2 separate regions of the Sus scrofa genome follow, and region 1 is linked to region 2. A link is a contact called in public HiChIP or PLAC-seq data. All regions are on one chromosome and are shown on one strand. Each heading gives the region's core, a stretch centred on a gene start, on an enhancer-like site or on the middle of the called end of the contact. The rest is flanking DNA. Distances are from core to core; before and after follow the strand shown. Region 1 overlaps MAF (transcription factor Maf). Region 2 overlaps MAF (transcription factor Maf).

Region 1 (5,312 bases), core at 2,403-4,902, 160 kb before region 2:
GGGCTCACAGTGGTGGCCAGGCTATACTGTAAGCCTGGGTCAGTTAAAGGCCACTGACTATTTCAATTAAAATGTTTTCAGGGATTTCTAAATAATACACTGATATTGCCTATAATTACAGATGAAATAATAATGAACACCCCCCCGCCCCCCCAGCATCCTGCGTGTAATGTCATGGCATGCCGTTGGTGTCCTTGTACCAAGATAAATACCTCCGCGAGACAGGGAGCCATGGAGACAATTAAAGCATAAATCCCAGGCACCCATTATCACCCAGGCTCTATTAGCTGCCTTTGTCTTGGGTCACATGAAAGCCCTACAGAGTTCGCTGGTGGCTTGGGAGGGAACGGTCTTGGTCCTACTTAGATGAAAATGTAATTCTGCTCTGTAAATCTCGGCTGTAATTGGTTCATAAGCATACACTTTTGCAAAATAACCACTGGGGATTATTGGGTAAAGAGTTTTCTCCCTCCCCATGGTCCTTCGAGCTTAGGGATTGTTCTGTTCACAGATGGGCTAGGATTTCAGAGCCTGGGGACCAGGAATTCTGGATAGGTGAATTTAGTTCCGGCTCACGGGTACACTCTGTGTGTGAGGAGGAATGTTTCTCTTGAAGCATCTATTATTTAACCGACCCTGGGATTTCTCAGCCTCAGCACATCTGAAGCTGTTCTGTGCATTGTAGGAGACTGACCAGCATCCCTGGCCTTGACCCACTCAGTGACAGTAATGACACGCCACCCGGGTGTGACAACCCCAAATGTTTTCAGACATTGCCAAATGTCCTGTAGGGGGCAAAGTGACCCCCAGTTAAGAACCACTGAAATGAGAACATTCTCTTACACCATGCACAAAAATAAACTCCAAGTGGATTAAAGACCTAAATTGAAGGCACAATACTATAAAACTCTTGGAGGAAAACACAGGCAGAACACTCTTTGACATAAATTGCAGCAATATCTTTTTGGATCCACCACCCAGAGTAATGAAAGTAAAAACAAAAATAAACAAATGGGACCTAATTAAACTTAAAAGCCTTTGCACAGCAAAGGAAAGCATTAAAAAAGCGCAAAGACAACCCAGAGAATGGGAGAAAATCTTCTCAAATGAAGCAACTGACAAGGGATTTATCTCCAAAATATACATCTCGTATAGCTTTATATAAAAATAAAAAACCCAATCAAAAATGGTCAGAAGATCTAAACAGACATTTATCCAAAGAAGACATATAGATGGCAAAAAAAAAAAAAAACACATGGAAAGATTCTCAACATCACTAATTATTAGACAAATGCAAATCAAAGCTACAATGAGGTATCACCCCCAGGCCAGCCAGAATGGCCATCATCAAAATATCTACAAACAATACATGCTGGAGAAGGTGTGGAGAAAAAGGACCCCTCTTACACTGTTGGTGAGAATATAACTCGGTACATCCACTGTGGAGAGCAGTGTGGAGATACCTTATAAAACTAAATATAGTACTACTCAATGATCCAGCAACCCTACTCTTGGATACATGCCCAGAGAAAACCATAATCCAAAAAGAAACATGTATCCCAATGTTCACTGCAGCACTATTTACAATTGCCAAGACACAGAAACAACCTAAATGTCCATCGACAGAGGAATAGATAAAGACATGTTACATACATACAATGGAATATTACTTGGCCATAAAAAAGAATAAAATAGTGCCATTTACGGCAACATGGAAGGACCTAGAAATTATCATACTAAGTGAAGTTAGAGAGTGGAAGGCAAGCATCCTAGGATATCACTTATATGTGGAATCTAAAAAAAGGATAAAAATGAACTTATTTGTAGAATAGAAACAGACTCACAGACTTTGAAAAACTTATGATTACCCAAGGGGACAGGAGGGGGGCGGGGATGGACTGGGGGGGTTGGCACTGGCATATACACACTACTATATACAAAATCAAAATTAATCAGGGAGGATACAGCATCGCTATTGCTGCAGCATAGGTTGGCCAATAAGCACATGAAAAAATGCTCAACATTGCTAATTATTAGAGAAATGCATGTCAAAACTACAATGAGATACTACCTCACACTGGTCAGAATGGGTATCATTAATAAGTCTATAAATAGCAAATGCTGGGGAGGGTGTGGAGAAAAGAGAGCCCCTGTACACTGTTGGTGGGAATGTAAACTGCTACAACCACTATGGAAACCAGTATGGAGGTACCTCAGAAAAGTAAATATGGAAATACGATGTGATCCAGCAATCCCACTCCTGGGCATATATTTGGACAAAACTTTCAATCAAAAAGGATACATGCACCCCTATGTTCACTGCAGCACTATTCACAATAGCTAAGACATGGCAACAACCTAAACGTCCACTGACAGATGAATGGATAAAGATGATGGTACACGCATACAGTGGGATACTACTCAGCCATAAAAGAATGTGAGATAATGCCATTTGCAGCAACATGGATGGAACTTGAGATTCTCATACTAAGTGAATTAAGTCCGAAAGAGGATGAAAAATACCATAGGAGACCACTTCTATGTGGACTCTAAAATGTGGCACAAATGAGCCTGTCTATAGAACAGAAACAAACTCATGGACATGAAGAACAGACGTGTGGGTGCCAAGAGGGAGGGAGTGGGATGGACTGGGAGTTTGGGGTTTGTAGATGCAAACTAGTGCATTTGGAGTGGATAAGCAATGACGTCCTGCTGCATGGCACAGGGAACTATATCCAATCACTTGTGATCAAACATGATAGAGGATAATGTGAGAAACAGTATATATATATATATATGTGTGTGTGTGTGTGTGTGTGTGTATAACTGGGTCACTTCGTTGTATAGCAGTAATTGACAGAACATTGTAAATCAACTATAATAAAATTTTTAAAAATAACCTTTCTTTATGTCATGGCAATCATAAAAAATAAAAATAAAAAATCCAGCCTCCCCCACCATGAAAGGCTAATTTGCAACGGCCCATCCTTTTCTCGGAGAATCCAAGCTGCCCCTGGTTGGAAGATCACAATGGAAGCTTTGTGCTTCTTACCATGTTCATGGAAACAGGTCCCCTCTGTCTGTAAATTGTAGGTGTCCACTGGATCTACCACAGCCAGGACACTACAGTTCACTGTGACCTCTGTGGTTTGTTTTGAATGCTTAGTTTATTTCATTTAAAAGGCTACAGCCATGTGTTCGAAAAAGTGGGATCTGGATTGTTCTGTGCATTTGAGCTAAAATACAACAGTGTTGTTGGTGCCAAGTGGTTCCCATTATCGTGTCTGGGGCCTAATGCCTTCCGGGTACCAGGTGCAGGTGGAGCGGTTTCCCCGCAAGTGGGAAATGGGGCTGAAGATTAAGATACAGGAAATGCAGTTTAATTCGAATTTCAGATAGGCAAAGATATTTTTTTTGTAAGCAATCCCTTGCAATTATAGGATATGCTTATGCTAAAAAAGTCAGTCGTCATTTATCAAATTCAAATTCAACTGAGTGTCTTTTCTGTTTTTGGCCGCTCGAGGAAGGCAGGATCCTTTCTCTCTCAGAGGTTGCAAGATCTGAACTTGACCCCACTCCGCCACCCCACCCCACCTCACCCCAGTTCCTCTGGCTCCTCTGTAACCCTGGCCTGGTTTGCTCTGAGCACGTGGCAAGTGGTCACCAGGGGAAGTGAGGGCTTGAAGGGAACCCAGTGGAGATGAAATCTCCTCCTGTCACTTCCTGTTGCCCTGACCATGCTGGCCCCAGGCCAGGGAGATCTGGACACCTTTCTAGGTCTGGTTTCTCACTACACTCCCCCCGTCACAACCTGGCTGTGGTTTGCCACTCTGGCCAAGCCTGTGTCCACAGCCACTGTCCCACTGACCCGTGAAGCGTCAAGCAGGTTATTGGGTTTGCAGCTCCTGAGTCAGTAGCTCACTTTGCTACCAGATTCCCCCGCCTCTGCTTCTGCAATTCTGCTGCACTGAAATATTTGCACAGACAACCAACGCTCCAATGGCAAGTAAAACGATCAGAGATGCCTGGTCGCGCTCAAGGACTTGTGTCACCAATCCTTCTGCTTTGCTTGGACTGAGGGGTTTCCTAGGATGCAAGACTGTCCAATGCTATAAGAGGTGAGGTCCTGGATAGACTAGGATGAACTGGTCAAACACTCTCTACCCCACTCCCCCGGGGCTATGAGTGGTGTTCTCTGCGGATGAGGTTTGCAAGGAACACACCTCCAACACCTAAATTCTAGGCCATTAAGTGATGGGGTTGGGGGGAGGAAAGCAAATTCTGTATTCTCAACAAGCGGCCTGTAACTCACTCCTAAATGAAGCATCACCTCCCCCAAGAGGACTTCCTGGACCATTTTATATACGTACCCCCAGGCCCAGACTCTGATCATGTCTTTCACAGGACGTCTCCTAGTCTGTCATTGCCTATTTGTGTTTGGGCTGCTTGCCTGTTGTCTGTCCTCTTCAAAAACAGGTGAACTCATGAGCGCCATCCTCCCCCACCCCTGTTTTTTGTCTCTTGCTGAAATCCCCAGAACTTAGAATAGTCCCAGCACATTGTAGGTGCTCTAAACATGTCTGTTGACTGAATTAATGGATGAATGGAAACCTTGCCAAGCCAGGGGCTAAGGAAATGAGGCTGAAGAAGCACAGGCCCTGCCCTTAAAGGGTTGGAAGGCTGCTGTTTAAACAGATGATAGCAGCACACTGCGGTGTGGAAGGTTTGTGGAAGTGTGAGGTGCAGAGTTGGGAGGGGGTGAAGCAAGACCCAGGAGGCTCGGTAAAGGATTAACCCAAAGTACTCTTTTGAACTGATCTTCAAGGATGGCCCAGCGCTTCCTCCTCTCTGCTTGGCAAAGGCTGCTGCAGAAGGGAGCAGTGCAAGGGCAGTGGGCTATGGGGCAGCCCTGGGGTTTGAGGTCCCACATGGTGGGTATGAGGAGAGAAAGACCAGACATAGGTCTTGCCTTGGGAAGGCTGGGTTGACATGTAAGGCCAAAGATGCCTAGATCCGGCAGTCAGCAACAAGACTGGGAGACAGAGTCTTCCTGGTGCCACATGTTCTGTCTGGTTGTCAAAAGGTGCCAAGTTCCACTTGGTTTTCCCCTTCATCAGTCTCCGGTCCCACTTCCCTGCTGTGTCTGGTACCATTTTGATGAACCTTCTCATCCCACTTTGAGAGCCAGCAAGACTCACCTGCCCAGCGGGGCTTCTCTGGCCAACACCATCCTCCCTCTCTTCAACTTCCACAAGAAACCCCTTTCCTCCAGAAGCAATGGGGACACCTACCTGAAGGTTTTATACTCATGT
Region 2 (5,568 bases), core at 1,227-3,726:
CAGGGTGAGTAGGTCCAACCTCATTGCCCCTGTGATGGGATGTGACAGGGACCCTGTAGCCGGAAGGAAGAGCCAGGAGTCCTAGCCCTACAAACCATCTCATCCTTGGCCATCATCTTTGTGAAAGTGCAGCAGTCAACTTTCAACTCATTTTTTTCTTTTTTAAATCTTTTTAGGGCTGCACCTGCGGCGTATGGAGATTCCCAGGCTAGGGGTCCAATGGGAGCTGTACCTGCCAGTCACAACCACAGCCACGCGGGATCCTAGCCATGTCTGTGACCTACACCACAGCCACAGCAACGCAGAGTCCTTCCGTCACTGAGCGAGGCCAGGGATCGAACCTGCATTCTCATGGATACCTAGTCAGGTTCCTTACGACTGAGCCATGATGGGACCTTCCGGGTTGTTTTTTTTTTTTTGGTTGTTTTTTTGGTTTCTGTTTTTTAACTGGGAAGGGATGTTGAGGAATGTACTGGGGTATCCCCCCTGGGGAAGGAGCAGCTGCCACGTTCAAGCCCAACCACGGCCAAAGTCTGGGTGTCTGACCCAGGGAGAGGCCTGATAAGCACTCACAGCCTCCCACACACAGGCGTCCGGCCCTGGAGCCGTGGACTCTGAGCCCACCGATAAGGAAGCTGGGCCCTGCCTTCAAGGAAAGCTGCGGGTTGCACCAGGAAGTAGAGAGGTCGGCTGCCCAGGCTTCAACCTCTTCCGTCTCCCAAGGGCCTGCCTGGCTTGGGACGCAGTGTGGCGCTGGGTCCTCAGCTCCTGGCCCCCGGCCCTGTCCTTCCTGGTGGATTTATCCAAGAAAGGCTTTGCTTTGTTTCCTTTTCTGTTCCCCCACCTAGCTGAACTGTTGAACCTGTTCAACTGGACCCTGGTTTAGTATTTTATTGAGCACCTACAATGCCAGGCATTGCCTGCTGGTCTGTCACTGAACTCTCTTCAAAACCCTGAGAACCGGATTCTGTACCTCTCCTCCTGCAGTCCCCATTCCAAAAGGCAATGCAGCTCAGAGATGTTCAGTAAGTTGTCCAGAGTCACACAGCTTCTAAGCGGTAAATGGACAGGGAAACCCAGGTTCTCGCGGCAAAACACTTCCTTCATTTTACTTGAGGAGAGACGAGCGCCACGCTTGGGATAGTCCGTCTTGCTGCCCAAGAAGCCAGTCCAGGGGATGCTATTAAATTAGCTGGGGTAAATGTATGCACAAGCTTCAGGGGGAAAAACTGATGCCAAGACACCGCTCTCGTGGCCTGGCATGTCCCCTGCAGCAATGATAACCATCAGCCCAGAAACCTCCGGGGCTTGTAGGGTTTACCGTGCGGAAACAAAAGCAATAAAAACAGAAGGGAAACAAAGCCATCCGTGGAGGGAAGGCAAGAAAGAGGACACAGAGTCTGGGACAAAAGATGCGGGGGCAACAGCTGGGAAGCCGACTGACGGCGGTGCCCCCAAGCAGGAAAGGGCTCATCCAGGGCCCACGACTGTGACATGCACACAAGGGGTGTCTACCCCTTACTAGAGAGGCCCCTGGGCCAGGCGCTCTTCTGAGCACGCTCCCTGCCTCCTGTCAGTCACTCTCCAACCTCACCGACTGGGCATTTTTGTTATCCCTGTTTTATAGTTGAGGAAACGGAGGCTGAGACGTGTCACAAAGTCACAAAGCTCCTCAGTGGCCAGAAGCGTGGGCCGTGGAGTCAGACAAAGCTGGATTTCATCAGACTCTGACACCAGCTGCCTGAGACTTTGAGCAAAGTTGCTTTATTTTTCTGGGCTTCAGTGTATGTGTCTGAAAAATGGGGATGTGGCAGGGCGGGGGCGGGTCTTCCTTTCATGAGAACTTTTGGAAAAAGTGAGGATGAAAGAGGATGAGGAGAGGTGGTTTGACACAGGCTCTGGAAGACAGGAACAAGGCGTGAAAAGAAGGTGCTATTTAGGGTGTGGGGGGGTGTGTGTGTGCACACGCGCGTGCATGCGTACAGAAGCCAGTGGCCTGGGAAAGCTGCAGCAGGACAGGCCCTTTCCCGAACTCTGCCTTGGAAGATTCAGGCCGTGTCTTCACCCTTTCAAACTTGCAGGCAGGCCTCTCACACCTACAGGCTGAGCCAATCCCCGGGAGCACCCATCCCAGCGCAAGCCTGGCCTGTGAGCTCCCGGCCTGCCCTCATGACCAGGGCAGAGGCCGCATGTGGGGTGGGGTTTGGCCAGGTTCCAGGAGCAGGCCTGGCGCCCAGGCCGAGGCCAGAGACAGGCCAAGGCCGGCCAGCGGGGCCCGAGGGGAAAGGCTGGAGGTGCCAGGGGTGGGGTCGGATAAAGGCCGGAGGCCCAGCAGCCTGGCAGGGTGGGTCCCTCAATCAGAGGGCACGGGGCTCATGGTGGGGCCTCTTTCTCCACCTTCCCTGGAGGCTCCCCCTGGGCAAAGTGTCCAGGTCCGAGAGGGGCTCTGAGACGTCTTACCTCCATGGGCCTAGAGGCCAGGACGGGTCTGAGCCAGGCCCCTCGGGAGCCCTGAAGCTGTCTGTCTCTTTTACCACCACGTGACCCTGTTCATGGGCGCCAAGGCCGGGGGAGACCTGGGTACAACCTTGGCTGTCACAGCCCAGGCCTTTGCTGGGGCAGGTGACTTCAGCTGCGCCTGAGTTTCCTTATCTGTAACGTGTGAGCCGCTGCGGTAAGAGCCTCCTGCCAGGGCTGTCGGGGCAGGGCCGGGGGTTGGGGGGACCAAAGGCGACACATCCTAACATGATGTTCATTCACAACTCGGCTCTCCTATCCCACCTGTGCCCCCCACCAAGGGCAGGAGCCCGGTCTCAGCTCCATCCTGTTTCAAGGAGGGCAGCCCCAGGGCGGTAGGAGCGCCACGCTCCTGGCAGATGCGTAGGTGGGCATCACCAGCTCTCACAGGGATTTCAACAGGAGCGGGCTGAGAGGCAGGAAGGGACTTCAAGGGCTCAGGCCCAGGATGGATCTGCTGACCAGCAAGCGGGACGGGCCTGGGCGTGAGCAGCCCCTCAACCCCAGACCTCCGCGCCGCCTCCCTGCACACAGCTCTAGGTTTCAGCCTAGATGCCTGCTCTGCAGGGGCCAGGCCTGACCCACCAGGCTCCGCTAGGTGCCCAGTGGCCTCTGGCTTCTCATAAACATAGCACCATATGCAGATAATTACTCCACCTCCTTCACGGACCAAGAAATCTCTGGGGCAGGGGGGATGTCGCACAGACCAGGTCCTGACTTAGAATAAGCACTTGATAACTATTTCTTTTTGTTTTTTGTTTTTTGTCTTTTGCTGTTGTTGTTGTTGTTGCTATTTCTTGGGCCACTCCCGCGGCATATGGAGGTTCCCAGGCTAGGGGTCGAATCGGAGCTGTAGCCACCGGCCTACGCCAGAGCCACAGCAACGCGGGATCCGAGCCGCATCTGCAACCTACACCACAGCTCACGGCAACGCCGGATCCTTAACCCACTGAGCAAGGGCAGGGACCGAACCCGCAACCTCATGGTTCCTAGTCGGATTCGTTAACCACTGCGCCACGACGGGAACTCCTTGATAACTATTTCTAAACAAAGTAACAGATAAGAGGGTGAATTAGGGACCAAATGTCACCAAAGACATGCGAAGTCCAGGACTCTGGTGGTCACCGAAAGCCCCCAGGGTGTCTCTTCGTGGCTTGGATTCCTGGAGGGGATGATGAGTGTGCATTTTCATTCCCTGACGCTTCTCGCTTGAAAAAGTCAAGAGCTTGGGCAACGCAGAGGTAAAAGAATCAGTGACCGCGAACTCACTTGCACTCACGCAGTGTGGGCCACACCTCCCCGTGGGCTTCTAGAACCACCTGAGACTGTTGGGAAGCCCTTTCCACAGGGATCTGTTCGCATTATTTGTTAAACCCCATTGTGAAGACATTGGTTTCTTGAGGGCTCCTTCAAAGGCACTGGAGTGTCTGCATTATTGTTTATTATTATTATTTTTATTTTTTTAGGGCTCCGCCTGCAGCATATGGACGCTCCCAGGCTAGGGGTCGAATCAGAGCTGCAGCTACCAGCCTACACCACAGCCACAACAATGCCAGATACAAGCTGCGTCTGCAAACTACACTACAGGATCCTTAACCCACTGAGCGAGGCCAGGGATCAAACCCATGTCCTCATGGTTACTAGTCAGGTTTGTTACTGCTGAGCCACGATGGGAATGCCTGGATTTTTTCTTAAGACTCTTCCACTTTAAGAGCTGGCAGCAGGTCACATGGAGAGGGGACCAATTTGGGCTTGGTGCCCCCAGACCATCACTCGGCTTACAGGCTTACAGCACGAGGTGCTGCAGTCAAATAATGACGCACATGGAAATCAGAAGCACTGCAATCTCTCCTTTTTTTAGCAGCCTGAGCACTATTTATGCTTAACTGTGAGTAAGACTGGAGCCATCTCCCCAGTGGATGACAGCAAGGCAAGAAAGGAATTTGCGAAACTGAAAAGGGAAGCCTCAGATGTACATGCAAGTGTCAGCTCAGCTTCCTGGTTTTTAGCACAACGGCGGGGGGCGGGGTTGGGGGGGGGGAGGCAGTCAAGGAAGCTGCAAATCCCCAAACCTACGAAAAGCAGAAAAGCAGCCCCCTCCTCCTCTTGCTCACCTCCCTGTGCATGTCCACATCCATGCTTTCATTCCTGCACCTGTGTGCTCAGCCAGCGTGGACCCCGGTCACAGCATCAACAGAGAGCAGACACTATTGGCTCCTTCATGACTATAGAAACACGCCCTCCAGGGGCCGCGGCATCCCTGGGTACCACAAGCTTAGGTGCTGAGTCCTGGACACCTGCTCTGCAGCCCCTCCTAGAGAGAGGGGGCTCCCAGCGGACATGAAGGTCCCAGACACAGCAGTGCGAAGGTACCCCACCTGTGTCAAAGCAGTAAGTCCCTGCCATCTAAGAACCAACTGATTCTCCAAGGAATTTATCCTGGGGCCCCATGGGAAGGGGCAAGGCTGGGGAATGAGGGGCCATTCTGAGATAAGCATATTGTGGTGTGTCCACGTGCATTCCAGTGACATTTAAGCAAGAGGCTCTAGGCACGTACCCTGGGGTGTTGTTCACCCCCTGATGAAGAAACGTGACCCACTGCGCAGCAGAAGCCACGTTTCAAACGATGGAGGCCACGAAGGACTTGTGGCCAGCGGCTCAAGGTGACAACAAACTGTCCACAGGGCAGACTGGCCGTGATGAATTCACTTACCCCGCCTGGGGCCAAACGCACCTAGACTCCTTTTCTTCTCCAGGTAAACGTGGTGCACAGAAGTCGCTCCTTCACCCGCTTTCTGGTCTCAGGGAGGAAAAGCACATCCTCTGACCTACACATTCATCCTGCCCACTCCCTCTGATGCCAAACGCACAGCAAAGTTCCTTTCCTTTTTCTTTTTGGCCCTGTCCACAGCATGCAGGAATTCCTGGGCCAGGGATTGAACCCAAGCCACTGCAGGGAACACTGGATCCTTAAGCCACTGAGCCACCAGGGAGCTCCAGAAAAGTTTATTTTCCAAAATACCAAAGTATCGGAGGTCTGAAGGAAGACTT

The links. HiChIP or PLAC-seq counts read pairs in DNA pulled down with a chosen protein or histone mark.
Region 1: an H3K27ac HiChIP or PLAC-seq map of alveolar macrophages shows a contact between it and region 2. The contact joins two enhancer-like sites. A contact is called at or near these places in 1 of 47 Hi-C or Micro-C datasets (liver) and 1 of 2 datasets of contacts at active chromatin or transcription factors (alveolar macrophages).

The regions. Positions count from the first base shown.
Region 1 is chr6:8,882,136-8,887,447 of Sscrofa11.1, reverse strand. All of the region lies in intron 2 of MAF (transcription factor Maf), which reads right to left. Among named protein-coding and RNA genes, the nearest start is that of MAF, 420 kb to the right of the region's middle. Within about 2 kb of position 3,652, at least 1 of the 83 cell types and tissues checked has an H3K27ac peak or open chromatin away from gene starts, as enhancers often do. A contact at or near this core is called in alveolar macrophages, where this site is marked.
Region 2 is chr6:8,722,264-8,727,831 of Sscrofa11.1, reverse strand. All of the region lies in intron 2 of MAF (transcription factor Maf), which reads right to left. Among named protein-coding and RNA genes, the nearest start is that of MAF, 260 kb to the right of the region's middle. Within about 2 kb of position 2,476, at least 15 of the 83 cell types and tissues checked have an H3K27ac peak or open chromatin away from gene starts, as enhancers often do. A contact at or near this core is called in alveolar macrophages, where this site is marked.